Regions from separate parts of the Bos taurus genome. Here region 1 is linked to region 2. The links are chromatin contacts, called in public Hi-C maps. All regions are on one chromosome and are shown on one strand. The core of a region is the stretch at or near the end of the contact, and the rest is flanking DNA. Distances in the headings are between cores, read along the strand shown. Region 1 overlaps METRNL (meteorin like, glial cell differentiation regulator). Region 2 has its middle 63 kb from the start of PSMD12.

Region 1 (5,882 bases), core at 1,421-3,920, 65 kb before region 2:
CAGTTGGGGAGTGGAAGTGCAACCCCCCTTCTTCTTTCTGGCCCCGCACAGAGGGGATCTGGGGCTGGGCTAAGGGTGCCCAAGCCTGTGCCTGCTCTGTCCTTCTTCCTGTCACGTCCCTCTCCTCCAAGCTTCACCCTTTCTGTCCGATCTTGATGCAGGATCACAGCAGATCTTGGGTATTAACTGCAGTCACTTTTCTTGTTCCAACTTGAAAAGTTGGTGCACAGTGAGGTTTGTACCTTCTGTTTTCCTCCACTTCTGTGACTGGACCTTGAGAGAAGTACATCTTTGCCCCCCGACAGTGTGAGTGGCTGGGCAGCCCCTAGGCAGCCTCTTGGGTGTGGATTGCACTTTCTAATGAGAATTTCTGGAAGGCAGCATTCAGGATCAGTTCCCAGTTTTGCTGCGGGGTGCAGGGTGTGCTCTTGGCTTGGTGAGCACCCTGCTGACCCCCATCTCCTTCCTCTGCAGTCGTCCGAGGCTCCATCCAGAAAGTCACCCACGAGCCGGAGCGGCAGGAGTCGGCCATCCACCTGAACGTGAGCCGGCTCTACCGGCAGAAGAGCAGGGTGTTCCGGCCGGCCCCTGAGGGCGAGGGCGGCGGCTGGCGGGGGCGCGTCTCCACGCTACTGGAGTGCGGCGTCCGGCCTGGGCACGGCGAGTTTCTCTTCACCGGCCACATGCACTTTGGGGAGGCCTGGCTTGGCTGCGCCCCACGCTTCAAGGATTTCCAAAGGATGTACAGGGACGCTGAGGAGAGGGGGCTGAACCCCTGCGAGATGGGCACGGAGTGAGCGCCAGGTGACCGCGGCCGCAGCAGTGGACACTCACACTGTGCTGGATGCCTGGCTCTCCAGCTGGGTAGGCACACGCTGCATGCGGCCCCACAAGGTTCCAGCCAAGGACTCCCTGACAGATTGATCGGAGATGCTGTAACATGCCAACTAAGTTATTATATTTTTTTTAAAAAAGAAATGTCCATAGGAAGCAAACTCCCGTGTCGTAAAATGCCTTTGTGTTTGTTTCATACTGTTTTCTGAGCATCTGAAGTCACTGTGTTTGGCTGGTGTGTTGGGTGAAGTGTGGGGGCCATAGCCCACTGCGGATGCCCGACACCAGGCTTGGGTACTGTTCAAAGTTGTTTCTTATGATGGAAATTTATGGAGCCAGACACCTAATGGTTTTTCATTTTGTTTTTGAATTTTTAAAGGGGGGGCTTTGCCAGCCACCATCATTTTGGGACTGCAGGCTGTTTCCATTCCAGGGAATAAAGACCAGCCTCTGACGGATCAATGGCGCGTCTGTCTTCGGGCCTGGTCAGGGCTGTGTGGCCCTTAGCTGGGGGTCCAGGTCAGATCTTCTCCTGGGGTCAGTGCCCCCCACCGCCAGCCCTGGCGTTAGGGACCTTTCATACTGGACCCAACTCTAAATGAGGCTGTTACCTCCATACTTACAACCCCTGCCTTTCTGGTGGACCAACCCCACCCCCTTCCTGTTAACCCAGATGCTGCCCTTTGACCTCAGCTTCCCCCAAATGCCTGATCCCAGGGCAAGTGTCTAGATACCCAGGGGCTGTTCTGAGCCCCAGATCCTCAAGGATGTCAGTGTCCTACAACTGCCGAAGCAGATGACCACAACCCAGGAGCTTAAATAACAGGTGCTTATTCTCACATGGTTTGAGAGACCGGAAATCCAAAATCAAGGTGTGGGCAGGGGTGCACTCCCTGCAACAGCGCCAGGGGAGACCCCTCCTTGTCTCTTCCAGCTTCTGGTGCTGCCAACAGTCCTTGGTCCTTGATCTGGTGGACACATCACAGTCTCTGTTCTGCTGTCCCTTGGCCTTCTTCCCTCTGAGTATCTCTGTCCACGTGTCCCTCCACTTATACGCCCAACAATTGCTGGACCCAGGCCCACCCTGACCCAGTAAGACCTCATCTTGATCATACCTGCAAAGACTTCATTTCCAAATGAGTTCACATGCACAGGTGCTGGGTAAGATAAGAATCTCAGGAGATACTCTGTTCATCCTGTTAAGGGCTTCACCTTAACAGGTTTTTCATGTAATCAGACCCCAGGCTGTGATTCTTCCCAAGCAACTGCCGAGACGCCAGGGACCTGGGAGAGGCTGACACCGATCAATGAACACCCAGCCAGCTGCACAGAAAACTCAGGCACACCACGAGGAGTGGCTGTCTGCCGGCTCAGGCCTGTGTGGGTCAGCTCAGGTGTGCCCTGGCTCAGGCCTGTGGGCTCCTGCAGGTCGCAACAAGAAGCAGGTGCTCAATACCTGCCCAGCAAGAAGCAGGGTGATGACCTGAAGCAGCAGGTCTGGTGACGGGCACAGGGCCCACTGTGGCTAGTCACTGGGATGTGTTACGCCAGGAGGACGCCTGTAACAGCAGCAGACGTGCCTGGCCCAAGGCGGGGGAGGAGCTGACCCGCTCCTGGGTTCATGCATTGGGTTTTCTGGGCTGGCTGGGCACGCGGATGCTGCAGAACCAGATTGTCGGGCTTTGGGCTGGCGTCCCTCACGTCAGTCAATACAGGGACGCCGGGATCTGCCCCAGGAGGATCCGGGGCCTTGACCCCATGTGCTGATGTCTGGTGGACAGCAGCGTTTCCTCCACGTGAGGCTGAAGCTTTGCAGGAAGTGCCTGGGGGTGGAGGCCTCTTGGCGAGAGGCTGGAGGGAGCGTGTTGGACAGGCTGGGGAGAGGGTGGGGTTTGGCGCTGAGAGTGCGGCCCCGCAGGTGGGTGCCTGGTGCCGGCACGTGGGAGGTTTCTCTCTTTGGCCAAGCAGAGCCCTGGCAGTAGTCCAGGGCCGCTGGGTTTTGGGGAGAGGATGGAAAGGTCACCATTTCTGAAGGGGTGCAGAGCCCCCACCTCCATCCAACCTGTGCCTTCCTGCTGCCCAGGGGCTACTGTGGGGTCTGAGGCCCCCGCATGCACCAGCCCACTCTCTTAACAACCGAACTCCTGCCCCCTCAACACTGTGGAGCCCTGAGGGGAATAGGCACCTGGAGGCTCTATGGAGGGTCCTTATGACTGACCAGTGGCCCTTGGCCCAGTGTCTCTGTCTTGGCTCCGGGCAACCCCCGTCTCTCTGTGGATGGAGAGGCCGGCAGCCCCCTGTGCCTCCATCCAGAGGTTGAAGGGGAGGCGTGGAGGAGCCCTGAGTCCTAGCCCGGGGTCCCCTGGATCCCACCTCCCTCCTGCCAAGTGGTGCCCCCCACCCCCACCCCTCGTGTCCACTCTCTCCCATCTTGCACACTCTGCACCGGTCGGCCAAAGCCCAGGAACCACCCAAGAAACACCTCCTCCTGGCAGACCCTAAATGAGATCCCTACTCTCTTGGCCCCTGTGACACTGGGCATGCTGGTGGGAGCCCCAGGTCCTGGGCTTCCCAATAACATCAAGGTCAGGAAACACCTTCTGAGCCTCTCAGCCACCATGGCGTCTGTGGGCATCAGCTCTCCTGCTTCCTGATGGTGCCCGTATGCTGAGGGTGCTTTCTCCTCCTCTCCAGTCTGTGCTTTCCTAGGACATATATGGGTCCCTGGCCCTCTCCTGCTGCTGGTCTGGGCTTCCTGAAGCCTCAGGCCCCTGCACCCCAATGCAAGGGGACCACCCACCTCTCCCCTGTCCCGACCACCTGAGGAGTCAGGCTGCCCCTGCAACCTCCAGCTGGGGGCTGCTCATCATATGCCCCAGACCTCATTTCCAGCACCATCGGTGCCTGCCCGGAGGAGCCAGGGTGGGATGGACCCCAGGTGTAGGGGCCGTGTGCTCACCAGGGCTTACCCTTGACCCACACCTGCCTGTGTGGTCCACTGGGACCCAGGGAAACCTCCAGACTGCTGCATGTGGGAGTCCCTGTCCTGGCCTCCAGAGGCCAGCTGGCCCCCAGGTGAGGGCCCCTGTGGACATCCCAGGTCAGACTGGATGGCCTGACACATGCACTGTTGCTCTGAGCCTCCTCTTTGCTGGGTGAGAGTGGAGCCTAGAGTCAGATGCACCTGCGGGGCTTCCCTTCCAGCTCCAGCACCAGGAGGCTGCCCCAGAGCTGAGGGACTGTCAATATGTAAACTGACAGATGCTGAATCACACTGAGGTGACCGCTGGTGCGGAGGGAAACAAAGGGCAGAGCTGGGTCTGGGATGCAGTGTGGAGGGGCAGAGGCGGATGAACTGCCGTTTTATCCAAGGTGTTTGAGGTCGGGGTTGAGCCAGGCCTTGAGGAAGCGGGGAGCTGGTGTGTGGGAGGAGCAAACAGGCCTGGGAGGGAGGGGCGGTGGGCGGGAACAGTGATGGAACACCACGTGACCTTTCCCTTTGCTGTCTGTCTCCTGGGCACTGAGGAAACCACTCGGTTTTGGAGGAGGAGCAGGGTCTCCTGGAGACAATTCGTTTCAACTGCCTGCTGGCTGGGCCATGTTTCCACGAATGTGGTCCATATCCTGTCTGTTGTCTTCACCTACTGTGGCGGGGATGGCAGACTAGTGGCTCCCAAAGGTGTCCCATTGGGATCCCTGGAATAATTATCCACATAATCCCTGTTACCTGACATGGCAAAGGGGAGTTAAAGCCACACATGGAACTTAGATTGCTAATCAGATGAGATTATTCTGCTGGGCCTACTGTCATTATGTACATGTGGGCCTCGCTTCAGTTGCATCTGACTCTTTGCGACCCTACAGACTGTAGCCCTCCAGGCTCCTCTGTCCATGGTATTCTCCAGGCAAGAATACTGGAGTGGGTTGCCATGCCCTCCTCCAGGGGATCTCCCCAACCCAGGGATCAAACCTGAGGCTCCTGCAGCTCTTGCATTGCAGGCAGATTCTTTACCGCTGAGCAACCGGGGAAGCCTATTATCATCACAGGGGTCCGTAAAAGAACCCTTCTAAGGAAGAGAGTGAGAAGAGCGAGAACCAGAGAGACATAGTGTGCTGGCTGTGGAGGTGGAGGAGGGTCCTCCAGAGAGAACCAACCCCCGACACTCGAGAGCCAGGGGATCATAACCTTGTGCTGCTTTCTAAGCCACAACAAGTTTGTGGGAATTTTTTGCAACATCTATAGGAGACAAACGCACCCAGGTACCTCCTTAGCTGGGATGAAGGGGGCTTGGCGGGGTCCCCAGGCAGCCTGAGTGCTTGTGAATTCCCCCTAAAATTGTGTGCAGCGTGCCGTGTATGTGCCTGTGTCTGTGTCTTTAGAAAACTGGCCCCCAACTTGTATCTGACTCTCAGAGTTCAGTGATTCTGTGCAGGCGGAAGCCACGGGGCAGGTGTGGTTTTTGATGCAAGGGACATCCCCATACCGTCCATCTCTCTGTCTGTCTCTCCTTCTCTCTCTGCCCTCCACCCCCAATCCCAGGTGCTTCCCTCTTGTCTCCGCCACCCGATGCTACATTGTAACTGGTTGCCTTTGAGCTCACTGCCAGGAGAGTCCAGGTGTGGTTCCAGCACTGCCTGTCCTGAGTCACCTTCTTGCCCCAGGTACCAAGGGTGATGACGGGCCCCGGTGGTCCAGAGACCGCCTACCAGGCCCACCTGCAGCCCCCCTCTGCCCAGCGTCCTGGGCCTCTCTTCCTTGTGGGTGGCCCCTCTCAAGCCCTGCACATGCCTCCTCCCCATTGCTCTCTCCTGTCCTGTCTGCGGACCGCTGCCCCCCTCCGCCCCCTGCCCATCCCATCTTCCCCAGCTTCTCTTCTTCTCTGGCTAGATTTTGAGACCTCACCTGTCCCCCCAGCCCCGCCCTACAAGATGCCCCATCTGCCCTGTGTTTGGGCTCCACTCACCTGCACAGCTGACACAGATGTGGCATGACAGGGTGGGCTCAGAAGGGCGGGGACAGTCTCGCTGGCACAGCTGCAGGCACAGCT
Region 2 (6,261 bases), core at 2,449-4,948:
GCCAGGCTGAAGGTGCAGAAAGCCTCGACAGGGCCGGGCTGGGACTGAGTTGGGTGCATGTGCCCCAGTGGGATGGGCCCCTCCGACACTCTGCCTGGCTGTGCCTGCAGGTCAGCGGGGAGGAAGGCTGGGGTAGCATGTCTGCTGCTTCCCCTCCGCCCAGTCCAGGCGCCAGCCAGGGTCCGTCACCTGGAGGCTCAGAAATGCCGACCAGCAAGTGAAGAGGAAGGGTTCATGATGCTGGAGCCTCCCAGGCTGTGGCAAGAGTCCTGCTCTCTAGAAAAAAGAACCTTCCTCGACAGGTGAGAGCACTGAGGAGGGGCTGAGAGGGCTGAGGTAAGGGCTGAGGGGGGCTGGGAGGGGCCAAGGAAGGCCTGGGGGGCCTGGGAAGGGCTTGGAGGGGGTTGGAGAGGGAGCAGTGAGGGGAATGGGGCGGGGCAGGGAGGTGTATCCTTCATCACACGTCTCCCAGTACCAGGTCCCTCGGGGGCTGAGGCGGACCGTGTCGCGTAGCAATCGGTGAACCCCCTCTGATTCCGGGACTGGTGCAGTCAATGGGGGTCAGAACTGCAATGAGGAGGCAGGGAGGTCCCCGAGTGTGTCCTTTGTGAGTCCAGAAACCTGAGTCCCCCGAGCAAAAAAGCACTTCAGACCAGTGAGTCAGGACCACTCTGGACTGGTTAGGGCTCTCCCCCACAACCACCTGTGTCTCTCTCTATGTGTATGTGTGTGTGTGTGTGTACTCACACGTGTGTGATTGTCTGCAGGACTCTCTCAGTATATATAGGACAGTGGGCTTTGAGAACTGGGCGTCCGGTGCTCTGCTGGCTGGCGTGGGCCCCGGCCTCTGGCACTGGCCACTCAGCCCCTCACCTGGGCTTGCTGACACGTCATCAGCTCCCTCTTGGAACCGACTGCATGCTCTGGCCTTCATCTAGCATTTCCCCTCTCCAGAAGCCCATGGATCCCCCACAGCCTCACTGTTCATGCATCGAACCCCGAGAAGGGCCTGAGTCCCCCTCGCCTGCTCACAGGGGAAGTTGCAGGGGCCCAGGTCCTGGCTCCTGCTGTCATGGGGCAGGGGTGGGAGGTTGTTTCAGGCTGGCTGAGCAGGTTATGTAACTGCACACACGTGGGTTTACTTTGGCTGCCTTAAAGCCCTACACACTCTAAATGCCCGCCCTCCTCCAGCCATCAGAGTCCCCCATCCCCCACCCTGCGCTGGCTCAGCGAGTGTGCTCAGCTGTGGCCAGATGCCTCCACTTGGCTGTGACCTCCTGTCAGCTGAGCAAGGGTCCCTGGGGAGTCTTGGCAGCCTTGGGTGTGCAGATGCCTTGCAGTGAGGGCTGAGAACTGGGGTACACGAATATCTCTTGGCTCTGCCTGCCTTCCCTGCCTGGTGCACCCACAGCTAACTTGTGCCTCTTTACTATCCAGTGGAGGTCCCTCTAGGGCTTCCCAGGCGGTGCTAGTGGTAAAGAACCTGGCTGGAGACATAAGAGACGTGGGTTCAATCCCTGGGTCGGGAAGATCCCCTGGAAGAGGGCATGGCAACCCACTCCAATATTCTTGCCTGGAGAATCCCCATGGACAGAGGAGCCTGGTGGACTACAGTCCAAAGGGTCACAAAAAGTCAGACATGACTGAAGTGACTTAACATTCACAGGGGTCTCTCTACTGATCTCAAATGTGTCTACTGCTCTCGCTATTCTCTGCCAATTGCACTGACCATTTGGCATCCTATCACCCACCATTCCACTCCTTCCATCTCTGCAATGGCTTCCTTCTCCATGGCATGGTGTCAGCCAAACAAAGCCCACAGAGGATCTGGTGATTGATAACATACTGGTGTCCTCCACATCCAGATACTTGCATTTCATAGGAAATGTTAGCAACACATCTCAGCCAAAGGAATGAATCTCTAATGGTAAAATACCAGCCGGTGAGAGGAGATATTTTTTAATAGAGGCCCTTTCATTGAGGCTATCAAATTTTACATCGACCCAGGCTGGGCTCCACATCCAGGGAGAATTTTATTTACAGAGCACTTGGTCTGGCAATGCAAGTGAGTAAAGTCTTCACTGGCTGGACAGGGACATGAAGGCTGAGGATGCTCCTGCCAAGTGGCATCTGCTTCTATATTTAGGGGAGATCTCATCTGCAATCACATTCAGGGAGGAATCTGCTACTGACACTAGGGTCTCACCCCGCAGCCTTATTGAAAAATACTCAGTGGCTTTGGTGAGGAAATCGCATGTGGAGGTGATGTAACTACGAGCATCTATGTCCAGGTCACCCACCATCCCCTTGGGCGAGCTCCATGGGTTCTGAACGTCCAGGTGCTGTGGCCATCAGACTTAGGACCTTCGTCACCTCAGCTCTGCTGGAGCCTTTCTGGAAGCTGGTAGAAGGAAGCTCCTTGGCCAAAAGGAGCTTCCTGTCACTCAGGGAGATTGGGCAAGGCATGCAGGGATACTCGGAAGGCGTCTCCGGGACAAAACCTGCTTCTTGAGCTTCATCTGGATGACTTAAGTGGAAATGATTCAGAAACACGTGGATTTCATTTCTTGGAAGCACGTGGTCTGACATTGGAGGAGGTGAGGAGGGTTTGGGCCAAAGAAATTTGGGTTTGGCCCGAGTCAAACATGGGAGAGAGAAATTGGGACAAGTTTTCCAAACCCGTCCGGGTCTGTGCATGGATCCCCCTTAAGGAGGGTGAAGAAGGGGAGCCCCTTTCGCAGTCAACAGCAGTCAGAGCAGTAGTACAAAACGACGTCCCAGGATTGTATTTTCAAGCCCAAAACAGCTCTGTGCGTTCAGCTTCAGAAATTGAGTTTCTGGGATATGGCACCCCATCCAAAGTCTCCAGGAGCTGGGGGTGAAGCCGGGGAAACGTCTCCAGAATGCAGCTGGGCAGGCAGAAACGCCAGCACAGTGTGCTGCTTCCAAAGTGTTTTTATTTTTGGTTTCCTCCACTTCTGGTCCCTTTTTTCTAAATGTATAAGGATGGATGAGGTAGAGGCTTTCCAGCTTCCTCTCTTCTCTTCCTTGGAAGGCTTTTCATTTTTTATTGGAAAAAACTGTTTGACAATAGTCTGAAAAACAACATCCCCCGGCACCCTCCCCCACTCCCCCTGCCCCCTCCCCCGCCCCCCCCACCAGCTCTGCCCGGCACCGGGTGCCGTGTTTGGCAGCCGCCTTCCGTGTTAACGCTCCAGCCCTGGTTCCTCAGTCGACCTCGGTACAGAGGCCAGCGAGCGACTCGGCTGGGAGCAGCACAGACCCGGGTGCCAGACTTGTTATTTTTTTTTTGTCAGCGTGGTGGAAAACATTTGCTTTCTGGGAGGTGACCCTGCTTTCGAGAGCCAATCTTTGGAGAATACAGGACAGGAAAGCTGGTTTTGGTTCTGAGGCCCAGACAGGCCTGAGTCCTTTGCAGCCTGAGGCTCCATCTGGGTCAGGAGTCTCAAGGGGCTTGAGTTATTCCAGAAGATTCCCTCTCCCCTGTGAGGGCCATGTCCAGCTGTCCACTGTCGGTAAAGTGCAAGTCTGCGCTGACTGCCCCACGCACACCCTGCAAGCCGCTGCCTGGCATGGCTCCCTCCCTGAGCATGGGATCGGGGCAAAGGATCAGGACCCGCTTTGGTGCCTGGCTGTGGGCAAAAGGACGGAGGGAAGCAACATTCCAATGCAAAGCCGGCTTTCCCAGTGGTGTTCACGTGGAGCAGATTGCTCCAAAGCTTGGCCGGAACGCCAGAGGTCAGACGGGGTGCACCCTGGCTGTCTGCCCAGTGGCGGGTTGCGGGGGGTGTCTTCTTGACACCCAGCTCTCCCCAGACTCCCCAGGGAAGGTGGGGGCACAGACCCTGGTGTGGGCCACAAGGCAGGCCACTAGCCTGCTGGGCAGGTCACCAAGGCTGCAGAGTCAGAATGAAAACTGAAGTGCTTGGTCCAGCTGCTCACATGACATCAGGTAGAACATTCTAAAGTGGTTTCACTGAATTTAACCTTTTGAACCTTTCAGTGAAAACAAAAGCCCCTTTCACGACATCAAAAATTGAATTCAGTAAACACTGATCTCTCCTGTAGACGATTCACATGAAGTGACCAGAGTGGCCCTGTAGATCCTGGCATTTGCCGTTAGTTTGGGAGACTGATGAGTCAAGTCCCATGGAAAAAGGACAAGAATTGAGAAGTGCAGAGCCACAGCAGAGAGCCGGTGTCTGAACCCTGCCTCCCTCACTGACTAGAGAACTTGGAGCAGGGGCTTAGCCCCTCTGAGCCTCATCTCCTCATCAGCAAGGCACGCTTGGAAACAGTGCCTATTTCATTTATTCTTGGGGATCACACTGGGTGCTTGTGGAAGTGTTGCTACAAAACCCACTGGCCAACACAGATTGGGACAGGCATTTAAAGTTCTAAAATCTATTAGGGACTAATATCTTGAATGTACAAGAAATCTCTTACAAGGAAAAGATGAGAACCACGACAGAAAGTGGGCAGTTCAGTTCAGTTCAGTTGTGTCCAGCTCTTTGCGACCCCATGGACTGCAGCACGGTAGGCTTCCCTGTCAATTACCAACTCCCGGAGCCTAATCAAACTCATGTCCATCGAGTCGGTGATGCCATCCAACCATCTCATCCTCTGTCGTCCCCTTTTCCTCCTGCCTTCCATCTTTTCAAATGAGTCAGTTCTTCGCATCAGGTGGCCAAAGTATTGGAGTTTCAGCTTCAGCATCAGTCCTTCCAATGAATATTCAGGACTGATTTCCTTTAGGATGGACTGGTTTGATCTCCTTGCAGCCCAAGAAACTCTCAAGAGTCTTCTCTAACACCACAGTTCAAAAGCATCAATTCTTAGGCACTTAGCTTTCTTTATAGTCCAACTCTCACATCCCTACATGACTACCGGAAAAACCGTAGTTTTGACTAGACGGACCTTTGTTGGCAAAGTAATGTCTCTGCTTTTAATACACTGTCTAGGTTGGTCATAACTTTTCTTCCAAGGAGCAAGCGTCTTTTAATTCCATGGCTGCAGTCACCATCTGCAGTGATTTTGGAGACCCCAAAACATAATAGATCCCCTGTAGACCACCAGGCTCCTCTGTCCATGGAATTCTCCAGGCAAGAATACTGGAGTGGGTTGCCATTTCCTCCTCCAGGGGATCTTCCCAACCCAGGGATCAAACACATCTCCTGAGCCTCTGGCCTTGGCAGATAGATTCTTTACCACTGAGCCATCTGGGAAGCCCTTGCAAGTATAATGTATTAAAGGTTAGAAAAATTGCCTTTGTGCTGGAGAGAAGAGTGGAGGTGGGATTGAAATGCATATAGGGTGGAGAGGCCAACTCAGACCACCTTGACCTAGAACTGTCGACAAGGAGCTCAGACCCCTTTTGCTTGAAGCTCCCACCTGCTGTGGAGAGAATAGGAAGAAGCCCTTGTCCTAATGCTCATGGCCACCATTGCTCAGCTCATGGCTGAACAGGAAGGAATTCAGAAGGCCCATGTGGCCTGAACAAGGGTCCATTCAGGTGAGGCAGACTGGTCTCTGCCTTCATCCAGGCAGAGATGACCATCCCAGGGCGCACGGGGAGTGTCTGGGAGCCGATGGGATCAGGTTTATCCTTCCAACTGGGGCCAGGACAGCCCACGGCAGAGAGCCTCAGAGCCTGTGGTCTCCTTGAGGTCCAGCCCTGTACACAAACAGGAAGTGATGTGACTGGCTCACGACAGTCCAAGCCCGGCTGGCCTCTGTGTTTACTGAAGTTTCCAGCTTCCACACCCCTCGTGGAGGCCCCCTGGCTAAGCCCTGAGGGAGGGCGTGAGTCCAAAGGGAAGTCACACAGTGAGTGGAGGTGGGGGGAGGGGTGTCTACAATTTGGAGAAGCAAGCCTGGAAAAATGACAGTCCTATTAATGTAAAGACTATCTACTTCTACTTGAATTTGTGATAGTTTAGACGGAAGTATTGTTGTTCAGTCAGTCGTGTTCGACTCTTTGCAGCCCCGTGAACTGCAGCACACCAGGCTTCCCTGTCCTTCACCATCTCCTGGAGCTTGTCCATTGAGTCGGTGATGCCATCCAACCGTCTCATCCTCTGTTGTCCCCTTCTCCTCCTGCCTTTAATCTTTCCCAGCATCAGAGTCTTTTCTAATGAGTCCGCTCTTTGCATCAGATTGGAGTTTATCTTTTGCCATAAGAGGGACACATTTTGCGTAAGAGAAGCAGAAGGATACATTTGCTATGCAAAATGATAAAGT

Evidence for each region. A called contact is a pair of places that touch in the nucleus more often than the background predicts.
Region 1: a contact with region 2 is called in a Hi-C map of liver, with 3 times the contacts expected there. The contact joins two enhancer-like sites. A contact is called at or near these places in 2 of 11 Hi-C or Micro-C datasets (liver and skeletal muscle).

The regions. Positions count from the first base shown.
Region 1 is chr19:49,619,864-49,625,745 of ARS-UCD2.0, reverse strand. METRNL (meteorin like, glial cell differentiation regulator) reads left to right here. Exons shown (of 4, transcript NM_001206050.1): 4 at 475-1,294. The coding sequence ends at 797. Among named protein-coding and RNA genes, the nearest start is that of METRNL, 17 kb to the left of the region's middle. Within about 2 kb of position 2,670, at least 12 of the 102 cell types and tissues checked have an H3K27ac peak or open chromatin away from gene starts, as enhancers often do. A contact at or near this core is called in liver, where this site is marked.
Region 2 is chr19:49,555,193-49,561,453 of ARS-UCD2.0, reverse strand. No RefSeq gene overlaps it. Among named protein-coding and RNA genes, the nearest start is that of PSMD12, 63 kb to the right of the region's middle. Within about 2 kb of position 3,698, at least 15 of the 102 cell types and tissues checked have an H3K27ac peak or open chromatin away from gene starts, as enhancers often do. A contact at or near this core is called in liver, where this site is marked.